Linked DNA regions of Sus scrofa: region 1 is linked to region 2. A link is a contact called in public Hi-C data. All regions are on one chromosome and are shown on one strand. The core of a region is the stretch at or near the end of the contact, and the rest is flanking DNA. Distances in the headings are between cores, read along the strand shown. Region 1 holds the start of MAGED1 (MAGE family member D1). Region 2 holds the start of WAS (wiskott-Aldrich syndrome protein).

Region 1 (3,229 bases), core at 171-2,670, 2.5 Mb after region 2:
ACTTTATGGTTTGCATATTGAACAAACCTGGCTCAGAAAAGTCCAGTGACCTGAGCAGGCTCACACAGCTAGTAGACACTGGCTCACCCTCCATCCCACGAATTGAAGCCCAGCCCAGGAAGGGACCAGGGCAAACATTCTGAATCCGGGCTTGCCATGGCTCAGAATTGCAAGTGCCTGATTGTCTTGGCCACTCCAGCGGGCACCAGAAAGGCCTCAGGGGTAGGGCGTTTGTGCCTCTCACAATGAAGGGGCCTGACGGCCGGAGCAGGGAGTGGACCCCAATGAGCAATTCCCATATCTGGATGGACCCACAGAGCAGGAGGGCGGGGAGTGGGAGGGGGCGGGGCGGAGGAAGAGCTGGGACCTCTATCTGTTTCCTCCTAAATTGAGAGCATGAGCTTAAGTCTCAGGGAACACTAACCTTGTCTGTTTGGGACAGATGTTGACAGGGCAGGAGGTGGGATAGATCTGTTGCTTAAACTGATAAAAGGAGGGTGCTTCAGTCCCTGGGCCAGCGCCGGTGGATCGTGGGTTTTAGGGTCTGGAAGACCCAGGACAGGACCACATTTTGCTTTCTCTGTTTACTGGCTTTGTGGCTTTGTCTAGTTCATGCAATATGTTTGTACCTCAGCGTCTTTATCTGTAAAATGGAGATGCTGACATCCACCTCCCAGGGCTGCTGTAAGAAGAAAACAAGCCCCAGCATAGATCGTGCTGTGAAGTACAAACTGTGCCCTTCCCTCCCCTCCTCCCCACCTCCCCACCTTCCCACCTCCACACACAAAATAAATAGCTGGAGCTGCACAAAGGGCAGGAAAGAAGCTAATGTTTATGAGTCTGGGATCTGTTGAGGAGGGGGGTGGAAATCATGGAGTCACGTGGCAGGCACAGACTCTACCTCTAATAATGTATCCTCTGGCCGTTCCTTTTCCTGGGTCCCTAAGTGGATGTGCTTATTTTTAGCCCGAGCCAAACACTTGTAGCAGTTAGAGCCCCCCTACAGAGACCTCCTTAATAGTGACCTAAGTGCTGCTAGACTAGGGGGTGGAGATGCATGCCGACCTGACAGGAGGGGCCGTGCGAGGGGAGGGATAGAACAGAGACGCATTGCGGAAAAGGTAGGGGGCCAGTGTGTGGGGCAAGGGGTGGGATCTAGAGGCACTGCGAATCTGTTTGGGGGAGGGGATATAGAGAAAGGGGAGGGATCGCTGTATACTGTCGACCTGGTTGGTGGTGGGGTGGTGTGTTGGCAAAGGGGCGGGATTGCCTCCCACTGCACATGCGCACCTTAGTCTTCAGGACGAAGCTTTTGTTGGGAAAGCAGGCGGGACTCTTATTTGGTCGGTCAGTTCTTGCGCATGCGTACAACCATCTGAGGCGGTGGGTGGTATATTAGGCGAAGAGGCGGGGTCGTCCTAGCTGCCGCGCTGGCATTTTCTCCTGGACAAGGAGAGGGTGCGGCTGCTGAGAGCCGAGCACTGCAATCCCGATCCTCTGAGTCGTGAAGAAGGGAGGCAACGAGGGGGTTGGGGTTGGGGCCTGAGGCAAGGTGAGAATTAGCCCCCAGACAGGGCATCTGCCCCCTGGTGCGGGCCCCCCATTTTTCATCCCAATCCCTTTACCCCGGATTCTGATCCTTCTTCCACTCCCCGAACCCTAATTCACACCCCTCACCCGATCCTCCCTTATTCAGAATCCCTGTTTGCTCTCTGAGCCCCTCCCATCGTTCAGAATTTACAGATTTCTCGACCTCAATCTGTACTGTTATATGATTCCTCCTGATTCGGAAACTCCATTCAGTTTCCCATATGCGAATCCCAGTGCTATCCGCCTGGATTCAGAACTCTTAAATCGGTTTTCCAAACCCCGATTTGAAGCTTCTCCCCGTCGTAGCTTCTAGGGATTCAGAACATCCATCCGGACACCCATTCACTTTTCCCACTCCGATCTGGCCCGTTCCCCTCACATTCAGCACCTCATCCGCCCCCACAATCAAACCTCAAACACCACCGTCTCCCCACATTCATTCCTTCCCATTTACCCTCTGTAGTGTAACGCCTAACTCCTCCCCCACACCCCCCTCCCCAGGCTCTGCTCTTGCCAGAGGGACAAGAACCATGGCTCAGAAAATGGACTGTGGTGCGGGCCTCCTCGGCTTCCAGGTGAGATCTCCACTCCCCACCCCACCATTTCCCCAGCCGACAGTTTCCCCCTTCCCGGGCCCCTTTGGCTATCCAAACGCCTGGATCAGATTGTGCCTTCTTGGTGCCTGGATTCCTTCATTTTTCAAATTCCCATGGTTTATGGGGGAGGGGGCGTCCCTTTCAGCCATCAGTCCCTGCTCAGAGAAAGGGGAGACCCTGTTAGTAGTCAGGGCAATCTGCCCAGAGAATGCGGGTTGGGTAAGGAACCATTTTTTTCCATAGTCCTGATGCTTGTAGAGCTCTTTGCCGCCCCCTCCCCCAGCCTCCTCCACCCTCCCTTCCTCCTGCATTCCCCACCCCTTGCGACCCCCTTATTCTCCTCAACTCCTCCAGGCGGCACTCTTGCTCCACCTCCTCCTGCTCCTGAGCTCCTACCTCACACTGCAATGTTCTGCTCTAACCTCACTCCCAGATCAGCACCTGCCTTCCACTTTGCCCCCCTCACCTCATCGCCGCCCGCCCCATGTTTAACCTCTGCCCCACTCAGCCCCTCTCACACGTTCTGTTATCACTTCATTCCTCTCAGGCCTCTAGATCTCTGCCTCAGCCTTCCTCTCTTTGCACCAGCCGCCCCCCCTGCACCTCCTCTGAGCTACTCCCCCGCTCCCAACCCCACTTTGTGAGGCCCAGAGATTTATTTTTTCCCCTTGTATTTGCAGGCTGAGGCCTCTGTAGAAGACAGCACCTTGCTTATGCAGACCCTGATGGAGGCCATCCAGATCTCGGAGGCTCCACCTACCAACCAGGCCACAGCAGCTGCCAGTGGGCCAAATGCTAGTCCTCAGAGTTCACAGCCCCCATCTGCCAATGAGGTGGCTGATATTCAGGCTTTAGCAGCTGCCACTAAGCCTAAGACAGCCTTTAAGGCCCAGAATGCCACCACAAAAGGCCCAAATGCTGCCTATGATTTCTCTCAGGCTCTTAATGCCAAGGAGATTCCCAGCACACCACCTACGGTAGCCTTTAAGGCCCCAAATGCCCCCTCAAAGGGCCCAAATGCTGCCTATGATTTTTCCCAGGCA
Region 2 (3,043 bases), core at 528-3,027:
TCTTTTTAGAGCCATACCTGCAGCATATGGAGGTTCCCAGGCTAGGGGTCAAATCAGTGCTACAGCTGCCGGCCTGCGCCACAGCCACAGCAATGCCAGATCCAAGCCGTGTCTGAAACCTACATCACAGCTCACGGCAATGCCAGATCCTTAACCCACTGAGCGAGGCCAGGGATTGAACCTGCGTCCTCATGGATACCAGTCAGATTTGTTCCTGCTGAGCCACGACAGGCTCTCCTATTTATTGGAGTTTTTTTTTTAAATCCTTTTATTTTATTCAAATAGACTCATCCTTTAATTCATAAGCTAAAGACCTTCCATTTCTGTCTTCTTTAATTGTATCACTTTGGGGTGTTTTTCTGTAAAAAGAAACTATATAGCGTATTGCATGTTGGTTCATACCATACTATAAGCATTAGGGCAAGATCTCAAAAACAATGCACCCCTCACCAACTGTGGACCCTGAGTGTAGATACAAAATTGAAGTATATGTTACAAATCCGGTCACCATCAGAAACATTTAGTGATGACCAAGTGCTCACACTTTAACTGACCTTTCGATTTTTTTCTACCCAGCACCTCAAGTGCCCATATGCACACTTGTAATAGAATCAGAGCTGATACAAAGGCCTGCTTGTGTTTTCAGCAGTGGAGGCAGTGCTGGGCATACACTTGGAGTTTCTGAGTGAATTAAGAGAAATTTGTCCCGTCTGGTGAAAGCGGGAGACTCAGGGCACAGGCTTCCTAAAATTGGGGGCACTGTGTTAAATGATCAACAGTCCCCTCCCTTTCAGCATGTGACTGACCCAGGCCAGTGAACTGGGGCCCCACCTATACCATCTATATCCCTGTGAATCATGTATGTATTTATATTTATATAATGCATATAATCTAGACTTATAGTTTAGTTTACATATATAATGTAAACATTGCAGACTTTAAAGTAGGTATCACTGTGATGTACATTAAATAACACCTAGCAATCATAGCAATCCTGTCGTGGTCTGACCAGGCCTAACCATCGCTTTGCACAACATTGAATACTGGGTAAAGTTTGTATTCTCTTAAATACATTTTGTCAAAGGCCTCGCTGTCAGGGCTTTGAACTCCTGTAATTTTGTACCAGTCTTTTCAGGAGTAAAATTAATAATTTTAGTACATCATATCTGAAGACCACAAGATGTTCACCGCAATTTTCAGTCCTGGCCCAACTGTGCTCATCCTATTGTGGCAAGATGTACTTTTATTTAAAGTAACTTCTGAGAGTTTTCCTAAAACTCAAAGAACGCCTTTTGTTTTGACTAGAGAATAATGAATGCAAGAACCCCTGGGCAGTGGCAAGAAAACCCTAGTGGGATAGTTACAGAGTTTACGATTGTATGGCTCAGTGCACTAGGCACCACGCCCTGGTGTGTGATCTTACTAACCCCCAGGAGTAAACATTAATTTTTACCCCTTCTACACGTAAACAATCTGAACCTCCGAGGCGGTATTCGAACCCATCACACGAAAGCCCCAAAGTGCAGCTTAAGAGGCCAGGCACAAGGGTCTGGCACCCACTGCGCATGCTCCGAACCCGTGACCAATGGAAGCCCGGAGCGCGGAAGCGGAGGCGGGGCTGTGTTATTCTCCGAACCCTTGCAGCTTCAAAGAAGAGCTGGGAGGAGAATTTGACTATCGACCAATCAGAGCCCTGGATCCTGCTCTCCCCACCCCTGAGCCAATTACCGGCTCCGCTGCTTAGCGAGCTACTTCGAAATTAAGGAATAGAGGGGACGGTGAGAGTGGTTTAAGATGGCGGGTGTAAGAGCTGCTGAGGGCGCGACCAGCGTGAGCACACCCCCCTGAAGCGGCTGGGAGTCGGGAGGACGGTACAGGAATCTTGGGACAAGCAGGATGGCGACAGTCCTTTCTCCATTAGGGAATGAGGCAGCCGTTTTTTTCCTCCACCACAAACAAAATTGTTTCTTACAAGATGGCCACCCTCTCCGCAGTGGTACGATCCTGGGCAGACTGTTCCATTTTGCGTCCCCCCCCAACCCCCACCCCCGGCCCTCAGTAGTCCGTTCCAGGCTGCAGGAATGGATTACTCCTGGGCTCCCTGTCAAGGGTGTGGGCGGTCCCTGGTACTCAGAGACCGGAAAGTGGAAACTCCTAGAGTCATACAAATTCGGGTGTGGACCCTTCTGGTGTCACACAGGCTGGGAAATAGACACTTGGGGGTCACAGATCGTGGTAGAGAGGTAGGGAGTACCCATTTAGGGAGCGTTGGTGGTGACTTTGAGGTTGTGGGCAGTGTAGGGACTACGAGGGCACCTTTGGCTTCCGCCTGGTCCAAGGTTAGCAGCACCAGCCTAGAAGGGAAGGAGAAGGCTGGCTGGCACGGTGTTTTCCCCTGCAGGTGGAAGGAGGAGGGCATAAAACGTGGTGGGTGGGACTTCGAGTTTGGCAGGGAGGTCTCTAGGAGTATGTCCTGGCTTTGGAGGAGTCTTGGATGGTCCCAGAGAATGGATCTCTGAGTTGGGCTTTGCAGCAAGGAAACATAGAGAAAGGGCAGTGGGAAGGTCTCTGACCATCCGCCAATGATGGTTGGACCTGAACGTCTAATGGAGGACAGTGAGGAGAGGATTGGGACAGGGGTGACAATGCTAGGCTGAGGGAGGGATAGTTCATTTATCTCCAAGTTACTGGGCTACTTCATGAAAACACACACCGATGACTAATTATAACGTGTTATGTCCTCATCATTCGACTTGAATGAGTTTATTCAGTCTTCACAACAGTCTTAACTGCTATTATTATCTCCACTTTATGGATGAGAGAACTGAGGCACCTAGAGGTTAACAACTGGTAAGTGCCAGAGCCAGAGCCAAAGCTGGAGGCTTCATAATGGGTTCTATCTACTGAGCAATTCCCCCCCCCCTTTTTTTCTTGCTCTTTAGGGCCACATTCGAGGCATATGGAAGTTCCCAAGCTAGGAGTCCAATTGGAGCTGTAGCTGCTGGCCTTTGCCACAGCCACAGCAATGTGCAATCTGAGCATC

What was found. A called contact is a pair of places that touch in the nucleus more often than the background predicts.
Region 1: a contact with region 2 is called in a Hi-C map of liver, with 10 times the contacts expected there. The contact joins the promoter of MAGED1 here to the promoter of WAS in region 2. A contact is called at or near these places in 1 of 5 promoter capture datasets (liver) and 1 of 47 Hi-C or Micro-C datasets (liver).

The regions. Positions count from the first base shown.
Region 1 is chrX:45,321,119-45,324,347 of Sscrofa11.1, forward strand. It overlaps MAGED1 (MAGE family member D1), which reads left to right and starts at 1,421. Exons shown (of 13, transcript NM_001001860.1): 1 at 1,421-1,552; 2 at 2,092-2,165; 3 at 2,867-3,229. The coding sequence starts at 2,121.
Region 2 is chrX:42,772,820-42,775,862 of Sscrofa11.1, forward strand. WAS (wiskott-Aldrich syndrome protein) reads left to right here and starts at 1,778. Exons shown (of 13, transcript XM_021080063.1): 1 at 1,778-1,996.